2 separate regions of the Mus musculus genome follow, and region 1 is linked to region 2. Evidence: chromatin contacts called from public HiChIP or PLAC-seq data. All regions are on one chromosome and are shown on one strand. The core of a region is the stretch at or near the end of the contact, and the rest is flanking DNA. Distances in the headings are between cores, read along the strand shown. Region 1 has its middle 17 kb from the start of Gm30445. Region 2 overlaps Boc (biregional cell adhesion molecule-related/down-regulated by oncogenes (Cdon) binding protein).

Region 1 (4,582 bases), core at 1,413-3,912, 180 kb before region 2:
TTTGCATTCACACCAACTCAACTCTGCCCCCCTCAAGCTGCCACAGGCACTGTCCATGACTTTACTTGTGTTAGTTGTATTCACATATAACTTTCCAACAGAGAATGAATTCACCCTTCATCCCCGAGGGCCTGTACATTCCTACCCTGCCAAGACTGGACTCCTGCGTGTGTGTGTGTGTGTGTGTGTGTGTGTGTGTGTGTGTGTGTTTGTCTATGTGTGTCTGTGTGCCTCTGTGTTTGTCCTAACAAATATACACAGTACTCGTCTGAAGTAAATGTTTTTGTTGAAGCATAAGCCAAAGCCTCACTTTCTGCTACTGACTGTGTTTTCTATGGAATATGGGGATTTTAGAATTCATCAAGTAAACCAGTTTTAGTTAGTTTAGACTATACTCTTTTTTTTTTTCTCCAGCAAAATCTAGATTCCTTCCTATCTTTCCAAGCATGCCTAGTACAGCCCATTGTGGAAATAGTTTCTCCTTATTCATATTCACCTCAAATGCTAACTCCATTCTTTAGAACACCACACACACACACACACACACACACACAATCTCTTTCTTCTGAAAGCATTTTGGTTTTCTCCCTTCATCTCTGCTAAGTCCCTATTGTTTTTAATCTTCACTTTAGGTTCCACTTTTCTCCTTCCTCTTAGACCTGAAGCTCTTTAGAATGGCTTAAGGGGAGTAGACACTGAGTGAGAATTGGCTGAGTTGTAGAAAGAGCAGAGGTGGCCTTAAAAGACTCAGTTAATAGAAAAATACAGAAAGGCCCAGAGCCTTTGGCAAGTTCTGTGAATCCATGTAAGCCAGGAAAAATGAATATGTACCACCAGGCATTTCTCAGTAGCCACCAGACAGAAGAAACCATTACTTTTATAACACTAACAAAGCAGGATTTGGGACATAATTGGGAAAAGGGACAAAGGTGAGAGAAAGAGGAACAAGGAGTAAGAAATGTCATTAGATCTTGAGTCTGAGGGCCAGAGTCAACACTCATTCTTCAAAGTGTAAAGGTCTGCGGCAGAACATACTGAGTCCTGCACTTGAGAATGAATTCGCCCTTCCTCCCTAGAAGGTCACAGTAACAGCTGCCTGTTCGATGCAGTGCTCAGAGAAGCTCTTCAGCTTCAGAACTGGGGGGTTGAAGGTCTAGAGCTTAGATCAAGGGACAGTACAGGGTGATCTTGGGGTATCGTCAACTTGAACAGAATAGGAGCTGATGCAGCAGGAGGAGCTGCCCACAGCACTGTGGAAAACATGAAGAACTGTGACCTTTGAGGATTTCAATGACATGGATGGAGATGAAAGCTGGAGAAGGGTCATGGGCTTGTTGATCTGGAGGATCCTTGGGGAGTTGAGATTCCATGTGGTGGGCATGGAGTGCTGGGAGCAAATGTGTTAGGAGATCAGGAGTTAAGGATCAAGGAGACTACAATGGCTGCAGCAGAGGAGTTTCCTCAGTGTATGAGTAGGAAGCCTTGGGCACCTTCATAGCTTCAGGGGAGGGCGGGGATGGGAAGCCTCTGTTTGTTTTGAGTTTTTGCAAGACTGGAAGTTGTTTGTTGACACAAGGAAAGGAGTTGGAAAGCCAAAGAGCTTGAAGCTATGGGACAGAATCTGTAACAAGGGAGGCTTCTAGAAGGTGAGGTGGGCTGGGGCTCTCCGAGAAAAGGCTGCTTTTAGAGGGAGTACAGGCATCTTCCTCTATGAGAGAAGAGGAGAAACAGATAGATGTGACGAACGGTATAACTAAAACAAAGATGGGGTGCCTCACGTCTAAAGGTGATCACACTCTTGAACAAGAGGCTAGGATTTGTTTCTCTGTGTGTGCCGAAGCCACAGTGTTGGTCAGTCTGTCTCTCCACCAAGCTGATCCTGAAGCAAATATCTCAGGGAACTGATGAGGGATGAGTTAAAGGACCCGGGAACAACAGTGAGGCTCCAGGATTTCCTTCAGGTGACTTGCTCCCCTACCCCCACCCCTGCCCCGCACCCAACCTGCCAAAAACAAAGAAACAAAACCAAACCAAACAAAATCTACCCAATCATCCTTTCTCAACAGACTCAAATATCCCCTTCTCTGACTATCCAAGCAAAAACCAGAGGAGTCATTCCCCATCACCTCCTGCACACACACACACACGCACCTTTATAACATTTGAAAAGGGTGACATTCTTTCTGACCGCCGATTCTCCCACTGTTCCTGAGTTTCTCCAAATTCCCAGCATCTGGCTCCATGCCTAACATGCATTTAGCTGCTCAAATAGTGAATGAATGAAAGAATAAACTCATGAGTGAATGGTATTTCCCTGTTGGTAGAAGCTGGTTTCAGCTTATGGGGCCATTCACTCGAGCAGAGAGAGTCCCAGAGAGAACCTGGGCCTCTTTTCTGTCAACACTAAACAGAAGAGCAGCACACATGGGCCAAGAGGTGAGTGCACATGAGAGCAAAAACAGCCAGGCATCTGTCCTGAGACACAAATGGCTTCCTCCAGAGCTGGGAGCTGTGCTAAGCTGCAGAAAGAGTGGGAGGCCAGGGGTGAGGGGGAAAAGTAACAGGCTCAAAGACAATTTTAGATCGGGCCTGCACTGATTTCCTGATTTTCTAAACCAGAGAGTATGCATGCAGTCCAGCAGGCAGCGCCCTGCAAATGCACTTACTGTAAAAGAATCCGTATGACTTTTGTTTAAAAGAATGTCTGTTTTGAATCTGTCTTTCTAGCATAGTCTTGCCTTAAAAAAAAAAAAAAACACCCACAGCTCTGTAAAGTCCTGTTTCAGGTGAAATTCAGTGAACTTACCATAAACAAATAATAGCAACAACCAGGGGTCCAGTTTAATAACCCTCCACTCTGTCCTCTGAGTGCTCTTCCTTCCCAACTCTCTAGGGATGGGTAGACTTATTCCTGCTCAACAGACAAGGAAATTGAGGCAAGGGGTTCAGAAGGGAGTGGCCTAAGATGACTGCACTGGGTCAAGATTTTTTTTTGTTTTAAAGTCAGGGTCTCATGTAGTCCAAGTTCACTTCAAAGTTAATACATAGCCACGGATGACCTTGGCTTTGTGTGGAGAGCCGTGCCGTGAGCAGTCGCCATTATAAAAAGGCGCTGGCTTCCACTACACCTAACTAGTAAACAAGCCTTATGCGCAAGTGCAAAAGTGAACTCACGCCTAGTCACTGCCCATCTCTCGGCATAGTAATGGGGTGATGGGCGAGCAACGAATCAGGACCTGTCATGCCACATCAGGTGCTGAAACGTCACGCTGCGGGCTATATAAGCAGCACCATTTTCCCGGTTCGGGGTCTTCCCTCCTGATAAGTAAGCAATAAAAGCTTTGCCGCAGAAGATTCCAGTTGTCCTGAGTGTGTCCTTGCCGGCGGGGACAAAAGCTCGCAATAGTTTTGTCCATGTTAGAAGACTTCAGCAAGTACTCTACAGGCTAAGCTGTATCTCCAGCCCTCCCTGGCTGTCTTAGTTAGGGTTTCCATTGCTGTGAAGAGACGCCATGACCACAGCAACTTTCATGAAGGAAACATTTCATTGGGGCTGGCTTATAGTTACCAAGGTTTAGTCCATTATCGTCATGGCAGGAAGCATGGCAGCATGCAGGCAGACAGGGCAGCTGTAGACAGCAAAGACTTCGGTGAATAGAGGAAGTAAGTAGAAATGAGATTAAGGGGGTGGGGTGGGGTATGCGTTAAATAACTAACCCAGACTGTGTTACCACCTGTGACAACAAAAGCCACACTGGGAAAAGGGAGGGAAAGTTAAAATCAACAGCTTCTTGGGCTCTGGGAGAGAAGTTTGAAGAAATTATCTGAAGGCAGACACGATCTGCACTTTTCTAGACTGTGTTGGTTCAGCATTAGAAGTGGACTAGAAGGAAGCACGTTAACAAAATAGCTGAAGGGCGAGAAATTAGCAATAGCTCCTGCCAACTATGTCACCTGTTCTCAGCTGTATACATGGTATGTCTGTGTGTGTGTATGTGTGTGTGTGTGAGAGAGAGAGAGAGAGAGAGAGAGAGAGAGAGAGAGAGAGAGAGAGAGGGAGAGACAGAGACAGAGACAGAGACAGAGAGAGGCCGAGGACAACTCACAGGGGTGCATTTTTCCCTTCTACCATGTAATTCTTAGGGTTGCCATGCTTCACCACAGTGTGTCTACCTGTTGACCCACCTCACCAGTCTGTGTAGGGATTATCTGTGAAAGTGAACAAGCTCCAGTCAATAAGCAAAGTGCCACTGCTGTTTTTCAGACTCCTTATCACAAAACACTGTACGCCACTGTCTCAAAGGGCTGGTTTAAGTAGAAGCATCCCTTCGATTGTAAATATGCATTTGTGTTAATAACAAGTATCTCCGTGCCTGAGAGATGGTTCGGTGGCTAACGGTGCTTGCCACTAGGCCTGACAAGCTAAGTTTGATCTCCAGGAACCAGATGGTGAAGGAGAGAACCGACTCTCACAAGCTGTCCTCTGAACTCTGGAGGAGTGCTGTGACGCATGTTCTACTACCCTCAACACATACACAAAATCATGTTAAAACTGTTTTAATCTGCAAAGATAAATATCTCT
Region 2 (4,810 bases), core at 136-2,635:
ACACACACACACACACACACACACACACACACACACACACACGTCACTGCGACAGATGCCGATACAGGCAACATTATCTTTATGCTTAAGGAACTATGTTTAGAAGTTGTTCTGAAAGCCTGAAGGGGCTGGTGCTGAATACTGGAGTGCGACTCCGAGACCCAACTTGTCCCCCTGGTCTCCTGGCTTAATTAATTGGGAGAGCCAGTTGCCTGGAAACACACTAGATGTTATTCTAAACCATACTGCGTTTTTCTTGAGGTCCTTCCAACTTTAAAATGTTTCCTTTTAATTAGGTTTGTGGGTAAAGCACAACGTTTTAAGTAAAAATAAACGTATTTTTTTTTTTTTACCATATATTTTCAAGGGTGTATACTCGGTGTTTTGGTAGCCTTTTAGAAATTCTTTCTGCTAAATCTCTCTAAACTCTTATCTTCACCCCTCTCAGAAATAAATGCTTGTGATTTCCTAATGCCTCCTTCAGTGTGATCTTTTGTTAAAAAAAAAAGTCCTACTCTTTTAAGACCTGGGGTTACCAACACTTGCAGCCATCGACTTCTTGTCTCCACCCAGGGGACAAGAGACATTGCTCTGCCTTCACAGAGCACTGGGAAAGGGGATCTTACGCCACGAAGCTGGAAGCCTGTCAAAACATGCACCCGGGCAGATATACTTAATTGTCTAGCTTTTCTCTGCCGGCGGAACAAAGGCTCTGTCAGATCTCATTCTTGCCAGTCAACTGTTCGCGAGGAGTCAGTCTCCTAAGGCCTGCTTTCCTATCCCTGGTGCAGGCCCTGCAGAGGACGCGCTTCTGAGGCCGTGAGGCAGAATGACAGGTGGCCCATGCAGGAGGTTCACTCTCTTCCATGGCCTCAGCCTGGCTTGTGGCGAGGAATGGAACAGGCTGCCTCCTATGACAGGCTCTCGGTCGTTTGTCTTTTTCTCAAAACATTAAAATAAATAAATATCCAAAGGCCACAATTCCTCATGCGTGGGCTCAATCCCAGAAAGGTGATGTTCCTGTTGATTGCTATCAGACCACCTGAGAAATGGCTTCCGGGAGGCCAAGTATTTCAGAGGGGAATATGTATGTCAGGGGTGACGCTTCTCAGACAAACTTTATGTGCAAATTACCCTTAAAAATGGCGCAAGTCACTAGCTCTTGTGGACTAGAATTCATGGCAAGCAATCATTTTCCCGTCTGTCTAGTTTAGATATTTTCATAATTTCTTCTCTTTTTCTGAGAAAATGCATAGGAAAATAAGATGGATCCAGACATATTTTTATATTGCCAAGGAAAACAACACATTTTACTGGTGGGTGTCTTCCTCCAACTTGGAAAATCTCTGGCTTGTTTCACATTGCAGTTGGGTTCTCCATCTGAAGCTCTGTGCATAAATATACATAGCTATACATAGACTATAAATACACACATACATCATATGACATTGTAAGACTGCAGGTCTTTTAACACCTAAAAATCATAAATAATTCCACTAGATTCTAGGCTCTCTCTCTCTCTCTCTCTCTCTCTCTCTCTCTCTCTGTGTGTGTGTGTGTGTGTGTGTGTGTGTGTGTGTGTGTGTGTGTGTGTGTGTGTGAAATCAGAAGTCCATGTGGGAGAAGGAGATCCAAATCCACACACTTAGTGCCCCATCTCTTCCCTCTGATTTGAATACATTCAGACTTTGTGGGGCCTGAGCATATTTTTTAAAAGATTCTTAGGAGACATTTCTAATTTAGAATCAAAGCAGAAAGTAGATTATCATTAACATATTGCCAAATAGAACCCTCCTTGGCAGCCTCCTGGAGTTAACTGAAACCCTGAGGCTCATATTATATACATATGATATACATATCATATATATGAATATTTACATATATAATAGATAGATAGAGAGAGATGTGATAGGTGATAGATCTGTGATAGATAATAGATAGATAGATAGATAGATAGATAGATAGATAGATAGATAGATAGATAGATGTATATAGACACATACATATGTGTGCATATGTGTTTTAAATAAGATTCTTTAAAATTCACACCTTTAGAGTTGTTATGTGATCAAATGCAGTAGGCGCCTTGGTCTAGGAAGTATCTGAAGTGCCCACAATATAAAATGCACAAGGTTCTTAGCTCAGTCACCAGCAAGCACATTTCAAAGCAAACAGTCAAAACTCAGCAACTATAGTTTCATTGTAGAGAACGCGCCTGTCTTGCCAGACCCCAGGCTTCAATTCCTAGCACTACAAATTAAAAATAAAATAAAAAGCCAAAGTAAAATGAATCTAAGTCAGATATAGTTGATGGAGCATACCTAGAAAACCCTAGGTAAAGTGTTAAACAGTTGAGGCAGAGCAGCTGCTTTGAGTTCAAGACCAGCCTGAGCTACATAGTGAGCCGCAGGCCATCTTGAGCTCCAGTGTAAGACCCTGTCTCAAATGATTAACTCGGAGCTCAGTTTCCCTACCAGTCAGAGAAAGCCTTCAGGGCCACACAACTGTTGTTGTTGTTGTTGTTGGCTTTTTTTCTAGTCACAATTCTACTTTTACAAAATGAGAGCCCAGAATCTCTCCTTGGGGTCAGCTCCTTCCTGCTTCCTCTCCCCTCTTCCACTCCCCTACCGCAAAAGACTTTTTTTATTGTTGCCTTAAAAAGAAAGAAAGAAAGAAAGAAAGAAAGAAAGAAAGAAAGAAAGAAAGAAAGAAAGAAAGGAAGGAAGGAAGGAAGGAAGGAAGGAAGGAAGGAAGGAAGGAAGGAAGGAAGGAAGGAAGAAAAATCAGGATGGTGGCTGGCAGCAGAAATGAGAACTGTTTCCATCTTGAGCTGTGCAAATTACTGAGGGTGCAGAAGTAACGGGAACTGTTTGGCCCATGCTCTTAAAGCAGTAGGGGGCTTGGACTGAGTTTCCTCAGTAAAACCTTTGTCCATTTTACAACCCAAGCACCTCTGTGTGCATGAGAAGCGGCCCTTGGACTGCCTTGTCTGCCTGCCCCACTTTGCTATTCACTATTTCACGTTCTTATTCCCTCTCCTTCTAGCCCTCTCCCCATCTGTCTCTCCTGAGCTGGGAAGAAAGTTGATGCCAGTCTCCTTAAGGAGATGGAGAAACTGGGGCACATCATGAACAAGTTAGTTCCCTTAAAAAGAGAAACCCTACAGGAACTCATGCGGGGTACTATTTTAATACATTGTCTCATGGGCTAGGGGAGTCAATTAAGAATCTTAAAAATGGGGCTCAGCCATTAAGAGCACTGACTAGAGGTCCTGAGTTCAATTCCCGGCAACCACATGGTGGCTCACTATCATCTGTAATGGGATCTGACACCCCCCTCTGGTGTGTCTGAAGATAGCGATGGTGTACTCATATAAATAAATAAATAAAATCTTAAAATAAACAATGATCTGGAAAGTTGAAATGATACAGAAAGTTATACTTTTTGGTAAGGTATTTCCTCTAGGAATCACTGTCAGGTCATAATCTTATTTCAAATCTGTTAAAAATAAAATAAAATAAAATAAAATAAAATAAAATGAAATAAAATAAAATAAAATCAATGGTACAGAGTCCTGATAGGAAAGGTAGGGAGGACTGCCTCGGTAGCAGAGAGTTCAGGGCTCTGGAGGCAGCCCACTCGGCTTTCAACCCAGCTATATGGATTCACAACCATGCACTGTTAAGTTTCTGGTTCTCACTTTCTTCCGCTGTCAAGTAGAGATCATGGCCCCCTACCTCACGAGGCTGGCTTGCCGATGGATGAGAGCATTGGTCTTGTGTGAGGTGTAGCTGTCTCTGCGGTAGGAGCAGGTGCTCTCTCACCCCCCTGCTGGCTCCAGCAGCACTCATCCAATGTGTGAACTAGCTTCACCTCACGAGTAACAGACCTCGGGTTTATTAAATTATTATAACTTCTAGGAGCAGAAGTTTCCATAGTGGGTCAAAATTCTCAACTCTGCCTTTTGAGCAAAACCATTTTGTATAAGAATGTTAAAGAGGAATCATGCTTAAGGCCTAAGCTTGGATGACTTTTCAAGTTTAACCTTATTCCTCTCTCAGCTGTAAACCTTAGTTAACATTTTGAGACTCTCAAGGATAAGATTATGAGCCCCCGTTTTCAGTCAGACCATTTGTTGCCTGGGGAGATGGCTCTGTGGATTAAGTGGAGTTTAGACCCCATTGGCTACATAATGAAGGCCCATGGGTGTCATAGCCTGCCTGTAATCCCAGTGCTCAAGATGTAGAAATGGGATCCCCAGGCCAAACTGGCTAACTAGGTTCTGTAGATTTACCAAATTGATGAGCTCTGGATTCAGCGACAGATCTTGCCTTGGTAAACACACACACACACACACACACACACACACACACACACACACACACACACACAGAGAGAGAGAGAGAGAGACAGAGAGAGAGACAGAGAGAGAGACAGAGAGACAGAGACAGAGAGATAGGGAGAAACAGAGATGCACTCATGTATGCACATATATGCATGAACACTCACACCCCAAAATACACTCAAGGAAAAAAAAATAGATATCTTAACTCCCTGGTGACCTAATGTTGTTAGGGTTCCTCCTATCTTTGTGACTTGACCCGTAGTAATATCAGCCTCAGAAACTACCCTATAATCTCATCACTAAAGGACTAAAAAGAAGTTTCTTAGAAACTCTTTGGTTGGGTGTAGTGACACATGTTAATTGTAGCACTTGAGAGATAGAGGCATGTGGATCTCTGTGAGTTTTAGGCTAGCCTGGTCTACATAGCAAGTCTCTCTAGACATCTGGCTACTTAATAGAGAAAAC

Evidence for each region. HiChIP or PLAC-seq counts read pairs in DNA pulled down with a chosen protein or histone mark.
Region 1: a contact with region 2 is called in an H3K4me3 HiChIP or PLAC-seq map of embryonic forebrain, with 3 times the contacts expected there. The contact joins two enhancer-like sites. A contact is called at or near these places in 10 of 115 datasets of contacts at active chromatin or transcription factors (craniofacial prominence, embryonic basal ganglia, embryonic forebrain and 7 more) and 1 of 9 other capture datasets (embryonic stem cells).

The regions. Positions count from the first base shown.
Region 1 is chr16:44,701,556-44,706,137 of GRCm38.p6, reverse strand. No RefSeq gene overlaps it. Among named protein-coding and RNA genes, the nearest start is that of Gm30445, 17 kb to the left of the region's middle. Within about 2 kb of position 2,662, at least 32 of the 459 cell types and tissues checked have an H3K27ac peak or open chromatin away from gene starts, as enhancers often do. A contact at or near this core is called in embryonic forebrain, where this site is marked.
Region 2 is chr16:44,522,791-44,527,600 of GRCm38.p6, reverse strand. All of the region lies in intron 1 of Boc (biregional cell adhesion molecule-related/down-regulated by oncogenes (Cdon) binding protein), which reads left to right. Among named protein-coding and RNA genes, the nearest start is that of Gm30064, 5.2 kb to the left of the region's middle. Within about 2 kb of position 1,385, at least 18 of the 459 cell types and tissues checked have an H3K27ac peak or open chromatin away from gene starts, as enhancers often do. A contact at or near this core is called in embryonic forebrain, where this site is marked.